Linked DNA regions of Xenopus laevis: region 2 is linked to region 1. The links are chromatin contacts, called in public Hi-C maps. All regions are on one chromosome and are shown on one strand. The core of a region is the stretch at or near the end of the contact, and the rest is flanking DNA. Distances in the headings are between cores, read along the strand shown.

Region 1 (5,790 bases), core at 3,097-5,596:
TGTAACTCCTTTTTTATATTTAGACATATGTTTGTATTATCTGTGAAGCAATGTTTAATTTGAATCGGGTATGCATTTCATTCTGTCAGTGGGCATCTGAGATTCAATGTATAACACAATATTTAATGAATTGCACTCCTGCTCCTATAAAAGAAGAGCTAGCCCTCAGTTGCATTATGGGAGCAGTCACCTGATGGTGGGCATAAATTTGGTAATTAATACCATGGTTGGCAAAATCTGCTGCTATAACCCTGTATCTGTCTACCACAAGAATGAAAGTAGATTTAAATTGTTGGTTCCCCTTTAAGTGAACTCTTACTATGTTATATAACGGATAATTCTAAACAATTTTTCAGTTGGCTCTGTTTTCTTTTTTATAGTTTCTGAATTATTTGCCTTCTTCCTCAGACTTTTTCCATGTTTCAAATGAGGGTCATTGACCCCCATCTAAAAAGAAAATGCTCTATAAGTCTACTTTTATTACTCATCTTTCTATTCAGCCCCGCTCCTATTCATATTCCAATCTCTTGTTGAATTTAATCCATGGTTGCTTGGGTAATTTGTACCCTAGCAACCAGATTACTGACACTGCAAACTAGAGAGCTGCTGAATAAAAAGCTAAATTAGTCTGTAAACCTATAGTTAAATGAGCAGCACAGTTATTCTTGCTATGAGCTTTACCCCAATATAGCACCGGATGAGCCCTATAATCATCAGGGGTGAGCCCTCACAATGGTGTTGTGCAGTAGCGTAACTAGAGGGGGGGCGGGCCCTGGGGCAGGACGCGCAGCCGGGCCCCCGCCCCCCCTCCGTACACCCGGAAACTGTCCGGGATATGCGCAGCGCGGACTTTGCGGACTGCCGGGGGGGCCCTGAGGGGGTGCGGGCCCTGGCCCGCTCGTACCCCCTGCTCCCCCGGTAGTTCCACCACTGGTGTTGTGCAATATAACTGCAGGGTGCAATATAACTGTAATAATCAAAGATTGGTGCCAATGGTTCTTGAACAATAAATGAACTGGTTTATTAACATATGACAATATGGGAGAATAGCAATGATACAGAATATATTGCATGGTCAGTACAATTGTAAAGCCTTCCCTGTGATAGAGCTTAAGAAGGGAATATGAGTCCTCCCAGAGCTTCTCCTGTTTGCTCTGGGGACACTTCTTGTGTCCCTATAACCTGTCTCTAGTTCCATGACTAGGCCACAATAACCTTGGGAATCTAATACCTTCTAATGTTTTTGGTGGAGCTCAAAGCTGCTCAATATAGGTAGCCCTACTCCTGGCTGGCTCTCCTAGAGAGAGACTATAAAAAGGTCCAACTTAAACTCATTTAACCCTATTCTCAGGGTCGGACTGGATGGCCCGGTGCCCACCGAGGCTCCTGCTTTAGGACCCCCTCCGGTGAACCTGTGCGAATGTGCACAAGCGAGCACACAGCAACTGAGTTTTTCCTGTGACTGACTCAGGGCCCCCTCCGCCTCACGTGTGCGCATGCGCGCACATGAGAACTGAGTCTTTGCCCCGACTGCCAGCCGACACAGGAAGAAACCACAGGGTGTGGATCTGGGCCGTGCCCAGCAGGGCCCATAAGGGCTGCGGGCCCACCAGGGTTTTCCCCGGTGCCCTGTCGGCCCAGTCCAACCCTGCCTATACTCCCCTGGTATTTCACTCCTTCCCTCTTCTCCCTTGGAGAAGCTGCAGGCAAAGAGCCTCTAGAGCTGCATGTCTCACCCTTTTATATTAGGGCACTGTCACCTTGTGGCATATGATAGCTATGAGTCAGCCTACATCGCCAGGAAGTGGGGAATTACTTACTTTGGTAAATAAGGGTCCCCTATGTGACCAATCCTTAGGGGATTGCACTACAAACGGGGATACATTTTCAGGCCCCTACAACTCAAAAAACACAAATCAATAATCATGAAAAATTAAACCGAACTGCAAATTAAATATCAAAATATCACTCTCACTATTAGAGGAACAGAGAGAAACTATCAAATTAGGTTTTAAGAATGACCATATAACACATAATTACAGTTGTTGTTTTATTCTAACATAACTGCATTTATTTATCCCAGCTTAAATTTCTGGGCCCCGATTAAACACATAAACAGCTTGGTCGCCCTTAGGCCCAACTGTTATTCTAGATTCACTTACATTTCCTGTGGACAAACTATTTGAAGCTTCTGAAATTCCAATTGGTTTATAACTGAATTCCAGGATATATGGAGTTTGTGTGGCTTCTCTTGCTGCTAAGCTTGATTTAGTTCCAGGTATACTATGTATGAGTGCAGGGTATATGAAGTCAGACATTTAATGGTCATATTTCATATGTTGTCTTTTCTCTGAAAACTCAACTGTCAGGAAAGCTGCAAACAACTCCAAATTGATCCCAGGATATCCTCCATAGGCTAAAACAGCAATTTAGCAGGTCTAAGGTGGTGAATAGTCGAATTTGAATTCTTAAAGGGCCAGTGTATGATAAATTCGAACTAGAATTTAGAAAAAAACTAGAATCAAATTTTAATAATTACCTAGTGAAATTTGACAGTTTTGGCCATGAAAAACTTGAATTTTCACTTTGAACCTTGATAAATCTGCCCTATATTGTTCAGTGTATTCAGTTTCACCTTTGAAATGTATTTTTTTGTCCTTTGGTCAAAACCCTGTCCTGTGTAATATCCCAAGTGTCTTATGTTTTATAAACTGTAAAAAAAAAACAGCTAGACCATGGAATCAAATCTCTAACCCATTTGTTCCTGCTCCAGTCAGACTTGGATAGGAGGGGCACTGCTATATAAGAGATCACAACATGCCAGTTCTGGCTGGGGTTGAGTAGGGAGGTGGTGGCTTTGAGTTGTATGTATGTTAATGCGGAGGTGATTGGTCAACTGGTGGCATCATTCCCAGTGGGCTCCAGATACCTAATTCTACATAGCAAACCTTGACATCAAGACAGGCTTTGCATCATCCCTGTGAAATTATAGACAGGGGGGAAGGTGGGGAGTGTGGGGGGACAGTGCAGTGTGCAAACTGATAGCCATGCCAGTGCCATAGAAGCAGGGAAGGCAATATATGATTGACAGCTTAGACCTAATAAATTTACCGGTACAGATGAAAAAAACAAAACAAAACAAATAATATGGGGTTTATGTTTAATATGAAAAGGGCCTTTCTTATACAAGACCCCTTTAATAGTGTTTGTTGTTGTTGAGCTGCCCAATTACAGTATATTCCCCTATCTGCAGTTATTAAATCCCTTTCCCACTTACATGTATTTTATGGGATACTGGTGCCACTATAAAAGCAATGTGTCAAAAATATGTTTTCAGCATCATGTGTCTTCTTATAATAATGCTGATAATTGTACCTAGTACAAGGGACATTTATCTCAGTGTTTTCTATTTTGTCTTAGAAGCGCACTTGGTAGTTTGGTTCTGACTCATAGCAGTATCTTTCTGTACTTTGTTTCTGCTGAAGCCCCCGGTGACATGGGCAAGAGGGAGCTTTGTAAGGATATTAGCAGGATTAAGAGGGCGGGAAGTTAAAAAAATAGCTTTTTGGCTAGGATTTCAAGCTGAGCTGCAGAATCTTTTTAATATTAAAAATACAACGGTAAGAGGTGTGAATGTGCTTTTAATTCTTCACCAGTAATCAGTAGGGATATTAAATGGATATGAAATGTACAGAGGCCAGAATGGATTCTTAAGCAGGCAACAGGCCAGCATTGCTATTTATTTGTGAGTTTATTGATATTAATCCATTATTAAAGAGGTGACTTTTTTTGTCTTAGTAGTTTTAGGTAATGATAAGTAGAATTTTAGCCATTGATACCCTATTTCCAACACAGGGGTTTGTATACAAGTCAGGGTATTTTTAGTTTACAATAAGTAGAATTTTAGCCATTGATACCCTATTTCCAACATAGAGGTTTGTATACAAATCAGGGTATTTTTAGTTCATGATAAGTAGAATTTTAGCCATTGATACCCTATTTCCAACACAGGGGTTTGTATACAAGGCAAGGTGTTACTTTGTCACTAGTTCTGCATAAGAATAAAGCTATTTATTAGCTTCTGCGTAATGATAGAGTTATTGTCAGCATGAAATACCGCCTGCATCCAATCTGCAGATGGATATAAATGTTGATAAATATGCAGCGGTGTCCAGTCAATAGCATGTTTTACAAGTAATCCAGTCATACCAGTAAACTGTATTACCATCAACATCTGACATCAAAGCAATTATTAAAGCCACTGAAAGCACGGCTCAGTGAGAGCCTCCAGCAAGCCGCAAGCCATAATCCCCTTGCCTTGCAGTGCACAGTTTAAGCACTATTATAATCCAGCAGAAACAATGAGTGCTTCATAGTCGACCAGGCAGTACCAAAGGAAACTAGTGATCCGTCAAACAAAGCAGCTGGCCTGGCAGTTACAGTAAGAATAGAGCTGGAGGGGGAGTAGCCATGCAAACAGCGCTCAGCACAACATGAGCCATGCATCTGACACCAGCACAGAAATCCCATTTCCTTCATAGAAAGATTCATTCAGCCAAGTCAAGTACTTAATACAGCATCTTCTACAATATAAACTTCACAGAGCCGTTTAGATGTAATGAAATGCCACGGAAGGGTTAATCAAATATCCATGGGCAGAATCAAAGGAGTTGAACCAGTACCCTTGGGTTGTTGTACTTTCACTAGGGATGCTGTCATTGAACAAGAATTGAAAGGGTTTTTGGTTAATCATGCAGCATGTCTGAAATAGATTTCTTGGAAATCAAATATCCAAAATAATTAAGCACTTACATTTATTTGCTATTTGGGGTATTGTGGCAATTACATAAATCAGCTAATGATTTCCATCGCAATATGTTAAGGGAAATGCTGCTGCAGACCCTCAAAACAAACAAATGTAAAATGAATCAGCGCACGTCTGCAAGTTGCATTCATTGTTTTTCTAGTTTTCAAGATACTTCAGTTTTAAAACTGCTAATATCATGAATTTGAAACAAAAGGACCACCTGCTGTTAATTAAGATGACTAAATTCCTCATCAGCCCCTTGGATGTTGCTCCCAGTGTCTCAAAGCAGGTGTTTAATTTTAAATTCTTGGCTTCAAGGCAAACTTTAGCTGCATAATAAACATGTGTACTTGCAAACAGAGCCTCCTGTAGGCTGCCAGTCCACATAGGGGCTACCAAATAGCCAATCACAGCCCTTATTTGTAGTGATGGGCGAATTTGCGGCGTTTCGCCGAAAAATTTGCGAATTTCGCGAGAAATTCGCGAAACGGCGAAAAATTCGCGAAACGGCGAAAAATTCGCGAAACGGCGCCGGCGTCTCGTTTTTGACGCCGGCGCCCGTTTTTGACGCCGGCGCCCGTTGTTGACGCCGGCGTCCGTTTTTTTCGGAAATTTTTTTTTTGACGCCGGCGAATTTTTGCCGCGAATTTTCGCGGGAGTTACGCAAATTTATTCGCTGGCGGCGAATCGCGCAAATTCGCCGCAAATTCGCGCCTGGCGAATAAATTCGACCATCACTACTTATTTGGTCCCCCCTTGGAACTTTTTGCATGCTTGTGATGCTCTCCAACTATTTTTACATTAGTATGTGGCTCATGGGTTAAAAAGGTTGGGGTTCCTGCTATAGCCAGTCGACAGAAATGAATATCATGTGACTGATGTTTTAAATACATCCCATTAGCATTGTAAAACTGCTAACTAGCGATGAGTGAAACTGTTTCTTTGATGGAAAATATGCAAACCACTGAAAAAATATCAATATT
Region 2 (5,262 bases), core at 114-2,613, 120 kb before region 1:
TTTAGAAAATTACTGTGCCTCTCTTTGACTCTCATACAGAAAAAGAAGCTGTTTACTGTATATAGAAATCAAATGAAACGGTCTGTCTGACTTTTGGTGCCAGATATTAGATTGTAAGCTCCCAATCTAATTTGGGTTTGTCCAACTGGAGGCCCAATGTGGCCTTCCAATATCTATTAAATGGACCCCCCCATCATTACCTTGTTACAGCAGGGGGCCCGGTTGACAGTGGGGCCCAAAAAGTACCCGTAACTGCAACCATGCTTATGGGTGTGGCTGAAATTTGCAGTGATATCATGTGAAATGGGACCCTCATTTTTTTTCTGCAGGGGGGCCCAGGAAAAGTTAAGTTATACCACTGGCCCCATTTTGACTAATGGCTTCATTGTCACATATTACATGTTTTTGTTAAAGTGCATTATAAGTGAAGTGTAACATGGAAAGTGTAGGATAGTACTTGTTTGCACTAAATGTTAATTGAAATTGCAGTTATAACAAGGACCAGAGTGAGAAAAAAGGAGCCCTGGCAAGTCATGAAGTTTGGGGGCCCCATCTATACGAAGAGGAATAATATATACAGTCAGTCAGTCAGGCCCAATGGGATACCAGGAAAACTCCAGGTGGGCCCAGATGTCAGTGGGCCTCTTGCTTCTAAACATTTGGCCTATTTCATGGTTATTCTCTATTTTTTATGGCAACAAAGAGGCTTAATAATGGAAGAATCGAGAATAGTATGTAGAGAAGAGAGTCTAGGAGAATTATACAGTTGAGTGAGGAGAGGAGGTATAATACTTTGGAAAGTGGGTCCTCAGCCTAAGATTTTTTGATGGGCCCCTGGCATCCCAGTCTGATACTGTATACAGTAAATCAGGCATGATGAAGTCAGGTGGGGGGAGTTGCAGTTTCACAATAACTGGAAGCCTGGGTCTATAGGCTAGGAATTTCCGAAGAAGGTATATATTGAAAATGTCTGTGTTCTTTGTACTTTTTCACTACATTTTATTCCGATTCTTGGTGCCTGGGAGAAGGGCCTTTTCTGTACTACCCCAAAATGCTGTTTAATTGGTGAGTAACATCCATTGTGACTATAGACAGGAGCAGTCAGGGAACATGGAATAGAACTGTTATTAGCTCATTACTGAAAGGTGATATTTGGGCACCTGATCTGGGCAACTTTGGTTGTCACTTGGCACTATACCGACTCATTGCCATTGTGTAGGCTGGTACCTGTGTGCAGGGCTCCCACCCCAGAGTCACTGGCATCTTCTCCTTGGTGTTAGGCAGCTCATAAACTAAAGCGATCAGAAGCTGAGAGAGAGAAAGCGCTCAGCAGCAGCAGCCTCCCTCCTCCACACCCTCCTCCTCCCCTTCCACTCTCCCTTCTTTGTATATCCCTCCACCTCTGGCCAAGCGCTATTCATTCCCCTCATTGCCCTGATAACAATCTCCACACTTTTCCTTGCCATGTGCCGCCTTTAGGACACCAGTAGCAGCAGCGGCGGCGCACAGAAGATCGCACTGTAGCGCTGAAGGAAGAGACGCGAACCATGAATGTTTGATTGGTCACTTTTCCCCCCTGCTGGCAAATATAGTTTTGGAAGGAGTGCAACGCTGAAGGGATGTGCTAAGGGGGAGGGGAAGCAGGGGGAAGCCCTAGCAGCGATTGCAAGCCCTGGCAGCCTGCTGTCACACACGCTCTCCCTCGCTCTCACACAATCTACTGAGCGCTACTAACGCTCCGCTTCCCATTGGTGCGCTCTCAGTGTGGATTTAGTCCAACCGCCTGGGCAAAGCAGTATGTTCCTGCAGCACAAGGTAAGCAAAGCCCTGGGATAATAAAGATCTCCTCTCTGTCCCACTGGGGGGGATGGCAACGCATTGCAGCATATTGGCTAGTGAGGGTGGCATCATTTATTTGCCCCTATGAACAACATGCTTTCAGCTTCTCCCACTCACATCTACAGAACTTTAAAAGCTGCTCTAATGCCATTCATTGCATGCAACATCCAGGTTACATTTAGTTCATTGCTGCAAGTTTTTGCCATTGTCTACCTGTATGTATATTTGTATCCTGTTGTGTTGCCCTATTGAACTGCAATTTAGCTGGCTATCACTCTACTTGTGAACTATATCACTTGGGTATCTGGCCTAGAATGTGTTCTTTCCCATCCATTATGATCAGTTAAGAGACATGGGGACATTATCAGCAGCACCAGCAAAACAAATGCTACAATTACAGCACAGGCTGTGCAGTGATGAAGTTGTGCATTTGCAACACAAAGCTGACTCTGTTGGGGTGGATTTTTGCTGTGTTTGCAAGGGGAGAGCCATGGCCATTGTAGGACGGCTGGTGCTTATTGCATGGGGATTTCTGTTCAGCTGGATAAACAGAACGAGTACTTTGGAAATGCTGCACAATATCTCCATCTGATTAGTATAACTCCTGGGAAGCCACAAAGGGGATGATGACGGCCAATTGGTGAGATAAGGCAATGCAGATGTTTCTGTAGGGAGATAACGCTTTGAAGGCAAGTATACCTTTACTGAACTGATTATAATACTGATACATTTTTAAAAAAATGTCATAAAACACTTACAAAAGCTGCACATGTGTTTGTTGTGTTCCGTTACAGTGTAATGAGCCTTTTGTATGGGATGCTAGCTACCCCTCAGTTCATGTAGTTGGTTGATTGAATAGTTGTGTTGATTTTAAAAAATCTGTGAATCACTAGCAAACTGCAGTTTTGCTGTACCATGTGCCTTGCTAGATGTTAGTGGTGTGACTGCAGAAGTAATAAGGAGACATCTTTCCCCATACAATGGCTGGCGAGCAAATCTGTTTGAACAGAGCCCTGCACACGAGCCAAGCAAGGCTTTTAGGAAACTCCTTCCAAATTCCTTGTCCAGGCTGCTTTTTTTTTTCTTTCAAGAATTCCTCATGTGTGGATCAGTGAAATGGCTTAACCAGTTTTATGGCCAAATATCACAGGGAGCCCGGAGAGTGAGAAACCTCATTGTGACTCCAGAAAACAATAAGTAACTGAACAGATTGTGCTGCTTTTCTGCAGCTAAAAAGTTGTACGCTAAAGGGGAACTATCACGAAAATGAAAATTGAATATAAGCTTCGTCATACTGAAATAAGACATTTTCTAAACAGTCAATTAAATATTCTGCATTGTTTTAAAATGATTACGTTTATCTTCACTATCCCTCTGTCAGCATCTGTTTTGCTTCAGTCTGTCTTCATGCAGCAGTTGGGTTATATTCATTTACAGTTAGATCCAATATATCTAATGGGGGGGGGGCTTCCTTTCCAAGCAGATGTATTAGGACTCACTCAAATAACTGATTCCAGTAGAAACCACATCTAAGAAAATCACACACAATTCCTGCATGTAGAGAGACAAGATTTCTGATGATTTTAAGAGTGAGCTCTAATACATCTTCTAGGCAAAAGGACCCCCCCCCCCATAAGATATATTGAATCTAACTGTCAATGAATATCTGACACCCAACTCCTGCAGGAAGACAGAATGAAGAGAAACAGATGCCGAGAGAGGAATAATGAAGATAAACTTGATTATTTCAGAGACAATGCAGAATATTTAATTGATTGTATTTAGAAAACTTCTTATTTCAGTATGATGAAGCATACAGTATATTAAATTTTAATTTTCACAATAGTTCCCCTTTAACAAGTCTTGCATGTTAACCGGTTATGAATAAAGGCCAATGATTGGTGACACCATTCACAAGACTGCTGTTCATTATTATAGTAACCTGAAAGGGAAGAGAAATAATAGAAAATGAGTGGTATCGAATAGTACTTTTCAAACCATCTCATTGGCAATCTATACTGAAATTATGTGAACTGGTAGAATTTACTGATACAGGAGAGGTTTGGCTGTTTGGGAGTGTGTTGCACAGACTACAATAAGAATTATGATGTAAATATTTTGAATAGGTGTATATATACTCAGTTCAATACAGTAAATGGCCCTAAGATGTGTTTGCTCAGTAGGCAGATTACTATCTACCAGTTGATATTGAGCTGATGACAGAAACAGAAACCCAACATTGTCCACAAACAGCTCTATTAGATCCCCCTGCTTGCTACTTCCCATTATTCAGGATTTAAACAATGATCTCAGAAGTGGGTTTTACTTTATTTTCACTTACATAAAACACCATCCGTTCTTATTTAGTGTAATGCAATATGGTTACATGTGCCATAACACCTCTCAGTGCTAGACCCTGACAATTGCATGGGGTGCAACTTAACTGGGGCACTCGTGTCTTAGGAGCTGGACTGGGATAGAATGGCTAGTAAGTTAGTTAGTTAGTAGGATATTATGATTATGATTATGAATGTGCGAAATAATGAGAGATGAAGGGTTGCAGTATGCAGAATTGAATGGTGACATATTTGTAGCAGAAGTGGAAATGTAGCTATGCCAGAATGATTTTAACATGTTGGGATAGTAATAATAAGCATGGTATAAGTTAATTGAATCTGCAGGAGGCAATGGTTAGAATGAATGGAATGGAATAGTTTCAAAGTGTAATGTTGACCATGTGACAATAGAACAATTACGGTGGTGAGAATATGTAGGGGAAATTCTAAGGCAGAATGGGATAGAATGCTTTGAATGCATATGATAGAATAGATAGAATGAGTGGGATACAATAGACTGAAAGTGTTGTATATAATGATGAGGACGTCAGGAATAACTAGCTGAGAAATGATAGACTGGAATCCTAATGCTGAGAAACACTGGTAAATATGTCTAAGAGCAGTCTGCTGAAAAGGAAGCAGAGCAGAAGCCATTCCCAGTGAACAGATAGCAGAGGTCGGAACAAGGAAATCCATAGAACAGTGATCCCCAACCAGTAGCTTGCGAGCAACATGTTGCTCACCAATCACTTGGTTGTTGCTCCAAGTGGCCTCAAAGCAGGTGCTTGTTTTTGAATCCCAGGCTTGGTGGCAACTTTATTGGAATTTAATCTAAGTGTACTGCCTAACAGAGCCTCCTGTAGGCTGCCAGACCACACAGGGGTTATCAAATAGCCAATCACAGCCCTTATTTGGCACCCCAGGGATTGTTTTCATGCTTGTGTTGCTCCCCAACTCTTTTCACATTTGAATGTGGCTCACGGGTAAAAAAAAGGGTTGGGGATCTCTGCCAAAGAAGTAACTCAGGAACCAGCCAGGAAACACAGGAACCAGGTAGGACCTATGAATGGCAAAGCAGCAAAAGGCA

The links. Hi-C and Micro-C count contacts between places; a contact is called where the count stands out from the background.
Region 2: a Hi-C map of the XL177 cell line shows a contact between it and region 1, with 2.5 times the contacts expected there. The contact joins the promoter of fignl2.S here to the enhancer-like site in region 1. A contact is called at or near these places in 2 of 4 Hi-C or Micro-C datasets (the XL177 cell line and the XTC cell line).

What each region holds. Positions count from the first base shown.
Region 1 is chr2S:134,367,602-134,373,391 of Xenopus_laevis_v10.1, reverse strand. No RefSeq gene overlaps it. Among protein-coding and RNA genes, the nearest start is that of fignl2.S, 120 kb to the left of the region's middle. Within about 2 kb of position 4,346, at least 1 of the 7 cell types and tissues checked has an H3K27ac peak or open chromatin away from gene starts, as enhancers often do.
Region 2 is chr2S:134,486,457-134,491,718 of Xenopus_laevis_v10.1, reverse strand. It overlaps fignl2.S (fidgetin), which reads left to right and starts at 1,363. Exons shown (of 2, transcript XM_041584447.1): 1 at 1,363-1,815.